2 separate regions of the Rattus norvegicus genome follow, and region 1 is linked to region 2. Evidence: chromatin contacts called from public Hi-C data. All regions are on one chromosome and are shown on one strand. Each heading gives the region's core, a stretch centred on a gene start, on an enhancer-like site or on the middle of the called end of the contact. The rest is flanking DNA. Distances are from core to core; before and after follow the strand shown. Region 1 has its middle 19 kb from the start of Tbx15. Region 2 holds the start of Wars2 (tryptophanyl tRNA synthetase 2 (mitochondrial)).

Region 1 (5,063 bases), core at 516-3,015, 95 kb after region 2:
AAGCTGTCTCCAGTGGACTGACAAGCACCCACAAAAGAAAAATTAGTTTTCTCCCCCGGAGTCTCACTGGTTATAGAAATCACACCCAGCAGTAGATGGGCAACACGAAATGAACTCGTGAACTCAGTAGTGCTTTTTAGGGTATTTGATCGGTTGGTTTTTGTTTTTGTTTTGTTTTGACTCGTGATGTTTTTTTCTTTTTAACCTCACAGGCCGTTGCCTATGTGTTATGGTTTGCACTTTTGTGTTTTATAGAATTTCTGTGCTGCGGGTGCAAATCTATGTTTCTTGTGCTTTTTCTTTGGCTCTTTTCTGTGTTTTCATTTTTAGATGCCTGTTTGTTTTCTGAGAAAGAAAGAAGTGGTGTGGATTTGGGTAGGTGGAGAGTTGGGGCAAAGTCTGGGAGAAGTTGGAGGGAAAACCATAATCAAAATGTATTATATGGGGGGGGGGATCTATTTTGGTTTTTTAAAAGGGAAAAATGATATAGGCTTGCAAGTAATGTTTTAAAATGTATATGGAAGACTTAATGGTTCAAAGAGAGCTGTGTGATATCTGGGAGAAAACTCAGCCAGCCAGAGGAAGAACAAATGCAAAGGCCTTCAAAGAGAGAGGGTGCAGAAGAGAAGGAGTGTGAGGAGTGAAGAGGTCAGAAGAGGAGTAGGGAGGCCATCGGAGGGATGCCACCCTTGCTTCATCTTCTCTATAGTTACACACCCTAATGTGGCAAGGTGGGAGGAAGGTGTAATGGTTCTGAAGAGAATTCGGGTAGGAAAAGCTGTAATTAAATTGAGGGAATCTCAACTGAAACTTCCTTAGCCCTGGGCCACTATTACCTTCTTGCAGGGTAGCAGATATCCCAAGAGGATGCCTGCATGTTGAATTTCACTTACTATGCTCCCTCTTTCCCTCTACCCCTGAGACAGGGTTTCTCTGAGTAGCCCTGACTATCTGGAGTCTGCTCTGTAAACCAGGTTGGCCTTGAACTCAGAGATCTTCCTGCCTCTGCCTCCTGAGTGCTGAGATTAAAGGTGTGGACCACTACTACCCCAAAATACATCCTATTTTAAGCTGAGTTTTACCTTTATGATTTTTCCAACGTGACCAATCGTCCAATAATATGAAAGATGTTGTTTATAACAAGAGTATGGCCATTGAGTCTCTGGTCTCACAATTTAGTGGGGGAGAAAAAACATCACCTCATTAAAGGAAGTCAGTTTCCCACTTTCCAGCATACATACTCGTGCTTTGAAGGACATACTAAGCTGGACAGTGGGAGCACAAGCCTTCAATCCCAGCACTAGGAAGGCAGATCCAGTCAGATCTCTTTGAGTTTGAGGTCAACCTGGTCTACCGAGCCAATTCCAGGACAGCTAGGGCTACCAAAGGAAGCCCTCTCTTGAAAAACAAATAAACAACAACAAAAATAGTCCAAATAGGTGGTGGTGACAGGTCATGCCTTTAATCCCAGCACTCAGGAGACAGAGGCAGGACGATCTCTCTGAGTTCCTCGCCAGCCAGCCAAGACTACAAAGAGAAACCCTGTCGTGTGTGTGTGTGTGTGTGTGTGTGTGTGTGTGTGTGTGTGTGTGAGAGAGAGAGAGAGAGAGAGAGAGAGAGAGAGAGAGAGAAGGAATTTTTAAAAAACGTAATTGAATTAAATGTCCAATTCTTTGGGAGCTCCTTTGCCTTGCTCTTCCCAAAAATTCCTCAAGCAAATATTTAATGAGTGTCCCCTGTGACCAGTAGTACACTGTATCTGCCACAGGGAAACCACACAATAGATATCAAAACTAATCAGAAAGGTTCACATCCCACACTCTTATGTTTCTGCGTGGAGCATCCTAAACGAAAGCATTTTTAAAATTGTGAACTCCTTTTCCTTTCATGAGATGTCTTTTCAATCCTATTATGAAAGCACTGAAGGTGGTCAGGAGAGGTACAAAAGCCCTGAGCTTGTAGTTTAAAGAAATGAGCGAGACCTCCACTCTCTAGCTACTCTCCTCTGCCCTGGGAGCCTGAAGACTCTTCCCAGCTCCAGGCTTCCTGCGCCTCAGAAGCCCTCAGCTGGTCTTTAGCAGACATAATGACGTAAAGGAAAATGAATCCGGTCCCTTCAGCTTTCTCCTCTTTCTACAGCATGAAGCTAGGGGCCCGAGGAGGATCTAATATCAAAAGAAAGAGGGCAATGCCACTACTTGGAGAGAGAAAAAAATAATTACCAAATTTCCTGAATAGTAAACAGCTTTTTTAAAAAAGCAGAAGAAAAAGCTCGGCCCTTTGATAACTCGGCCCGGGTCTGCTTGTGAATACCTTAAGGGTTATATCATCAGACCGACTCCAGCGGCCCGTGCTATTGTTTCGAAAAGAGGAAACTGGGAAGAAGGTGAAGGAGTGAAAGTAGATGGGCGGAGGAATGCTGCCTCTTGGGGAGGAGTTTGATGTTGAAAGTGCAGTTTAAAAGGCTAACAGTAGTAAGGCTGAAAGACAAATTGGACGAATTATCCGAGTCTTCGAACAGCGGGTTTCTTGGAGCCGTTCCTCCTTCCTTGTGGAACTAATGAAAACGTGTGGAGTCAATGATTGTCCAGCTAAGAGGCGATTAGCTACAAAGACGAACCCCAAGTAGCCGGCTTTGCCATTCTGAAAACAATCACTTGGGGGCAGTCTTGTGACTGTTAAATTTCCTGGGTTGCTACCTTAGATTTTGCTACATTTTCTTCTCCTAGTATTCGCTTTCTTTACCTGAAAGCGATGGGGGAAGGGGAGGGCAATGTAGAAGGCAACTTAGGAAATAAACTTTGCACGCTACACCGTCGGCCAGGTGATGTCACGAGAATTCTCGGACCGCTGAACAGTCACTGCAGCTTTCCTTTGGGTCTTGGAAACTGAGGAGGCCGGGGCTGTGGGGACAACAGAGCATGAACACCGCAGTTGTACCTGCATCACAATGCACACCTGCCAGCCCCCCACCCCTACTCCAACCCCCCCCCCCCCACCCCGTGACACAGAGTCAAGTCTATGACCCTTGGGAACTAGTAGAACCTGGTGAGCGAAGAGGGGAGCAGAGTGTGGATCCTAGGGGACTGCTTACTAACTCCTCAAAATCTAGTTGCGGCCACAGAAGTGGTTTCCCAAGCATCCTGACCTCTCGGGCTTTCCAGACCTGCCGCAGGCTGAGCAGCATGCCCAAGGCCTGGCTCGCCTGGTTGCAGGACCTGGCGGCGAGTGGCGGTAGGAGTTCTGTGGTGAACGAAACTGAACTGATCTTAGACCACACACCTCAAAACAGTCCAAGTCACAACAGTATCCGTTCCTTTCGTCCCGATTTTGTCAAAGGGGTTAATGTCTAGGATCCTCGTGAACCAGGAGATTAAAATCCTTCGAAAAGAAGCAAGACGTGGCCTCTCCCATATCCAAGAATTGGGAGAGCTGGCCCAGAACCCCAAGACCAGAAAGAATTTGCTTGTTTGTGGACTTGAGTGTTGGGGTGTCTCAGAATAGCAAAGTAAAAAGTTGCAAAGAATGCAAAGTAAAAGTTGAGAGCCCTAAGAGCAAACAGCTAACCTCGCTTTCCAAAACGGTGGTGGAGTCTATCGCAGCGCTGGTGTCTGAGGAAGAAACACATCCCGCGTCTTCTCCCACAGACCTACCAGGCAAAATAAAATACACCCTCAAAAGTCCGGAAAATGGGAAAGGTCGGGGTGAGAACTCAGCTCTGACCGTGGTCAGGTCTCAGACTTCACTTCCGCGTCTCCAGCACGCACAAAAGAGGTCCACGCAGCGACAAGAGAGATCACAGCTACGAAGTCCAAAGAAATGGCATGAGTTCACCTTTACTCAGACCCTTGTGCTGTAAGGGTTAGGCCCTTCTAGAAAGGAAAGGGCAATTGTCTTGCAAATTCTGAGGGGAATGTAATAAAAAAGAAATAGTTAACTTTCAATGCGACAGTTTTCCCCTCCAGAAAACTGAGAAGCATGCAAGAGACTCTTTCCCCTCTTCATCAGTAAACAGCTAAACGAGACAATGGCTGGAGCTGGAGCTTAGGGAAGGTGTTCTTGGAGAAGCAGAGTATGTCCACACCGGAATGGCCTTAAGCCCCCTGCCTTCCTTGAAGCATGAAGAATCGCCGGGTGCCTCGGGCCGAAGGAGCCTGGGACCTCAGCCGCACGCAAAGCTAGATCAGGCTTCAGCAGGGCCAGACTACAAACTCAGCCCGCAACATTTTCTTTTTCTTCCCCTTCTCTCACCCCCCACTGCAGCACGGAGCAGCTGCTGCCCGCCTGGAACAAAGGCAGTTCCTTTCTGTCTGTGCCTGAATCACAATAACTCTCCAGAGCTTCGTGCTGTTCTGCTCTAGTCTTCACTGCGTGCGAACCGAATGCTATGCTCTCCTGCGAGACCAGCGGTGAAAGCAGAGCTGCCGGCTGTGCACAAGGCATCCTGGGTTCTGATGCGGTGACACCAGGGCATTCCTGATTCTTACCTCGAAGCATTAGGAGTCTAGACTCCACTTCCTACCTAGGTCTAGCGTTCTGGAACTACCCACCTACCGTATCTTGGCCCTGCTCACGAACTCCTGCCAAGAAAGAAAACTCCCAGTTAGAGCTCCCCTTAAGTGGTAGGTGCTTGGTTGAATAACTTTAATGACCCGACACGGCAAAGGGTATGAGCCTGTCCCACCTCTGCGGGTAGAAATGGTCCTAAACTAAGTGGGAAAGTAAGAATTGGGCTTTAAAAGTCGAAGCTGTTTGATTCACCAAAAAGGTGAAAGAGATTGCTTTCGGCTTGAGGGCGCAGAATGGTTTTCTCCAGACTATATTTTCCTAGACATACCTTGGTTGAATGAACCATGAGGGGGTTGTGTGTGATTTAGAAGGTCCGCTGAATCTGTGGCAGCAAAGTCTCCATTTAGCATGGCACAGTCCCTGCAGCTTTCGCCTTTGGAGAACTGTATCTAATACTACTCGCTGTGTTTGAGCCAAACAGGCATCTGGGCAAAACCATCACTTTGCCCGCCCCATCCCTACCCACGTCCCACTCTTCTAGTGGCAATGTTTTC
Region 2 (4,910 bases), core at 1,508-4,007:
TTTTAAAGGCAGTTTAAACTGGCTGAGTGTCATTGATAATCGGCTATTACCCCAAATGATTGAATTGCCCTAGGTGCACAGAATACATGAAACTCAAGACAGATGATCAAAATGCAAATGCTTCACTCCTTTAAAAGGGGAACAAGAATACCCTTGGCAGGGAATAGGGAGGCAAAGTTTAAAACAGAGGCAGAAGGAACACCCATTCAGAGCCTGCCCCACATGTGGCCCATACATATACAGCCACCTAATTAGGTAAGATGGATGAAGCAAAGAAGTGCAGGCCGACAGGAACCGGATGTAGATCTCTCCTGAGAGACATAGCCAGAATACAGCAAATACATAGGCGAATGCCAGCAGCAAACCACTGAACTGAGAACGGGACCCCCGTTGAAGGAATCAGAGAAAGAACTGGAAGAGCTTGAAGGGGCTCGAGACCCCATATGTACAACAATGCCAAGCAACCAGAGCTTCCAGGGACTAAGCCACTACCCAAAGACTATACATGGACTGACCCTGGACTCTGACCTCATAGGTAGCAATGAATATCCTAGTAAGAGCACCAGTGGAAGGGGAAGCCCTGGGTCCTGCTAAGACTGAACCCCCAGTGAACGTGATTGTTGTGGGGAGGGCGGTAATGGGGGGAGGGTGGGGAGGGGAACACCCATAAAGAAGGGGAGAGCGATGGGTTAGGGGGATGTTGGCCCAGAAACAGGGAAAGGGAATAACAATCAAAATGTAAATAAGAAATACTCAAGTTAATAAAGAAAAAAAAAGAAATACTCAAGTTAATAAAGAAAAAAACAAACAAAACTGGCTGAGTATATGGAAGCATAGGAATCTTTATTGACTTCAAGGTTTATTATTAACTTAGCTGTGAGATCCAGCAAAAGTATGTAAGGGATTCATTATAATGTGAGAGATGTTTTCCTAATAATGAGTCACTACAGCAAATGACTTATTCAAACATTATTGAAGTAGAGGATTGATAAACTATCTTTACCAGGAATGTATACTGGAGATATTCTCCCATTAAAACATTACCAGTCATAGGCACCTGGGCAGAAGACTCGGAAAAAGTCTGGCACCACTGGCTCAGGGTTTTTTATTCTGCAATCTGGATGGCCAAGAATGTTAGAAGTTAAATCCTAGGGTTATAAACTAATTAATTGTTTAACTATTCAAACAGTAGTTCTTTGCTTTCTATCTGAAGACTGGACACCTAAGGCATTTATAAAACCCCGTGCTATGGTAGCCTTGTCTATCTCTTCTCCTGACTGGCTTTGTCCTGGGCTTCAGCTACACCAGGTGTTTTTGAGTTTTCTATTAACTCCTGGCCACTTTTATTTCCATTACTTGACCACTTTTAATTCTAAATTCTACTTAGTTTATTCATGTTTTGGCTTTTATTACCATGTTTCATAGCTCAAGTGTCTCTTTGGCTCCATACTCGGGTATGCTGTCAAACTGCATTGCACCCGGAAATACATGCACCAAAATCGTATTGCTGTGTTCTACTGAGGGAGGAACCATGGCTTCTTCAGCTTCTCCACCTCATACCTCTAACTCCTTTCCTGCTCACTTCCAACTTGTCAGGGACAATTGCATGCTTCACAGACTTTATAGTCTGACTCGAGTTTTATCTTTAGATTTCAGTTCCTCAGGCATCTCATGCACAGCTTACCTCCCATGACCCTTTGATAATTTTCCATAGATGTTTCTTAGACTAATATAACAAATGCAATGGGATCGTGCCAAATCTGCTCAATATATTTTTACCAATGCTTAATCTGAGAGTTTCCAGTTCACCGAGAGAAGTCAACCATCTTTACACAGAACATCTTCCATCAGGCATCCTTGGTGTCATTACATTGTTACCGAACCACCATGAAGCACTGCAGCTCTAAGCATTGTCCACTCTGAACTTGATACTTGCTTCTTTATCAGCTCATCAGTATGCATAATTCATTATCTGCTACCCATTAGACCCCACATTACCAGAAGGCAAGGTACACACATATCCATCAGTGTTTCACTCAGGGCACTAGACTGAAGTTGTAGACCCGATGACCACCGTGAAGGTCTCAAAAAGCCCCTTGTGGTCCTCTAAGAGAAGCAGGCTTCATTCGACACGAAAAGAAAGCTGCATCAGGTAGCTAGATCAAAACAACAACCTACTTAACTTTTTCCTGTAAGAATTAAGTCAATGAAAGGAAAATAAAATCAACCCAGTTCAACCTCAAAACCAGAAGAGCTGACTTTTATTGATCTTAGAGGTCGGTGCTCTTAGGTTCAGTTTCAGTGAGCACAGGAGAGCAAGCGGTGTAGTTTTGTAGTAGAGAACAGGTCGGTGGGGCAAGGCTTCGCCAGAGTCACTGACTGCTTTTGGAAACTTCAGGGTGGGAAACTGCCTATTTTCTCCACTTTCAATCTCCGAGAAATCGCAGGATTCCAGGAGCCATGGGTCTGTTTTTAGCCTTGGTTTAGGGTGAGTGATTTCCTTTACTTCCACGTCTAAAGTGCAGCAACTGATTCCGGAGGGGACAACGTCTCCTTCAAGGAAGCTGGCTCAAAGGGAAAGATGGTGGGGAAAACACAAAAGTCCAGAGCTACCTCGTTCCAAGGCGCACCTGCTCTGCAATTTAGGAACAGCCCTTTATAGCTACTTCGGCTAGCGGCAGCCCAGAAGACAAGCGCATGCGCAGTAAGCACAACTTCGGCTCGCCTGCAGACGTCATCCTGAGTCGGCGGCTCCGCCCTTCTCAAGATGGCGCTGTTCTCCGTGCGGAAGGCGCGTGAGTGCTGGCGCTTCATCCGGGCACTTCATAAAGGACCCACAGCTACTGCGGCTCCCCAGGTAACCCGAGCCGACCTTCTGCTTTAGGCCTGCGGTCCTGCGTGCGCCTTCCCGCTCCCCTTCCCTTCCGCCACTTATTTCTCTCTTCCTGCTTCCTGTAAAGAGCCCTCCACACTTTCTCTCCGAGGTCCATTAGCCTGTGAGTCCCCGACTCAGCGCAGCAACGCTGCACACACACGTGACAGCAGGAGGTGCTGCTGCAGGAAAGCATCCGCCGCCCGGCCACGTGGCCAGCGTTGCCAGGCAACGCGGGAAGCCATCTGGAAGGAGCGTGACGTTATCAGAGGCCTAATTGCTTTGCGACCGTTCTATTAAGTTTTTAGCCTCCTTCCCCTAACAACTCCCCCGTGAACAGCGGAGAAATCAGAAAAGTTTTCTTGGAATTGGGTTGTTTAGGTTGGTGCAGTAGCTAGGGTGTGAAACGCGAGCAAATACCTCTGTACCACTAGGCACCTGCATCTACCAGGCCCTGTAAACAACAGCAACAAGCTGCCAAGGTGCTTCATACTGTTACCTGCCTGGCAGCACTGCGGTTACCATGACTGTGCTGACGAGCATGATCCATTATGTCCACACCCGCCACATTTGCATTGTACCCGCGGAGACGTAAAGTAGCAGGAAATATGCTTTCAAATAAACACAAAACATTCTAGAATTATGGCATTTTGACATAGATGATCACGGAAGTAATGTCTGAGAGCGGGAAGAAAATTTGAACTTCTGTGATGAAGTAATTTTTACACGGTGCATATTCATAGCCATTGATCACTGATATGACACGAGGATGTCATCTTCTAACTGATGTATTATCGAAAGGCATGCTGGCTTGGGTCGTAAAAGTTTCTGGCTTTTTCGCACATTTGTTAGCAGTGTTATAGAACCAATCGCAATCCTCTGGGCTCATTTTCTTTAGCAGATGGGAGAGAGGGAGAATAGGACTGATTGGCATGTTCATATACTTCCAAGCCTGCAAAGCATGTGGGCTCATGACCATGAAGAAAACATAGCCAGCAAGAGTAGATGAAAACTAACATGTAATAGTATATTTCATATCATCCACACTGTTCATTCTCTGGACTTCTGTTTCTTCATTAATGTAAACCTCACAAGATTCTATAAGAACAAAAGACACAGTACTGGAAACTCAGCAAACAACTGTTTCAATGTTACTTTACATTTTAAGAGACAGTGTTAGTTAAGAATTGATTCCAGCTTTAATCATCCAGTGTTTTCCTTGAGGTTTGGGAATTTCATTTTTCTAGACTATGATAGACATATTAATGTGTATGCAACCAAAAATATCTAGGACAGATTGCTGTTTAAGAACCCCTGGTTTAGCTTTAAATGAAAAGAATTAAATATTAAAGTTAGTTTCTGCCAAGTCATAACGCACATCAGTTAGAAAGGATGGCATGGAAGATGAGGCAAGCCCAGTCTGATGGCAGAGGCCTGTCATCCCAGCTATTCTGAGGGCAGAAGCAGAGGGGCGAGGGTCACAAGTTTAAGACCAGTCTGGGTAATTAAGTGAAATTCTTTGTCTCAAAATAAAAAGAGGATAGCTAAGTGCCAGTGTGCTTGCCCAGTACACATGATGATTTAGGCGCAGAAGCACTAATGATGTTCTCCTGAAAGACTAAAAGATGAAACGCTGTATTCAGAATATAACTGCAGTAGTGTTTGTTCATCAGTATATTCAGATAGGAAGAAAAACTGGATGGAAAACAACCATTTTTGATGGGCTTTGTTCATCCTAAATAGTGGATTAAAAGTAATTTAAGTGTGCTTTAAACCTTTGTTTCGTGCACTTCAAATTGTAGATATATCACTTTTATAACCAGAAAAATTTGAAAGCATAAATCTCCCTACAGACCTATAGTCACCGACGCTGTTTGAGCATTTTAGATTTCTGAAAGAGATACCTGTCCTCTATGGCCATTATTAAAGTGGCCTTGGAAAAGGACTCCTAAAAATTTATGGCCACTCTTCCTGTGTGTGTCTTCTTTTTCTATTGAAAAGCAGCCTTTGAAGTCAAAGGGATTTTGTGAGCAGATGC

What was found. Hi-C and Micro-C count contacts between places; a contact is called where the count stands out from the background.
Region 1: a contact with region 2 is called in a Hi-C map of the A7r5 cell line, with 1.7 times the contacts expected there. The contact joins the enhancer-like site here to the promoter of Wars2 in region 2. A contact is called at or near these places in 2 of 12 Hi-C or Micro-C datasets (the A7r5 cell line and mammary epithelial cells).

What each region holds. Positions count from the first base shown.
Region 1 is chr2:189,243,421-189,248,483 of GRCr8, forward strand. No RefSeq gene overlaps it. Among named protein-coding and RNA genes, the nearest start is that of Tbx15, 19 kb to the right of the region's middle. Within about 2 kb of position 1,766, at least 4 of the 93 cell types and tissues checked have an H3K27ac peak or open chromatin away from gene starts, as enhancers often do. A contact at or near this core is called in the A7r5 cell line, where this site is marked.
Region 2 is chr2:189,147,604-189,152,513 of GRCr8, forward strand. Wars2 (tryptophanyl tRNA synthetase 2 (mitochondrial)) reads left to right here and starts at 2,758. Exons shown (of 6, transcript NM_001168641.1): 1 at 2,758-2,857. The coding sequence starts at 2,768. LOC134485938 (a long non-coding RNA gene) reads right to left here and starts at 1,553. Exons shown (of 2, transcript XR_010064358.1): 1 at 1,414-1,553.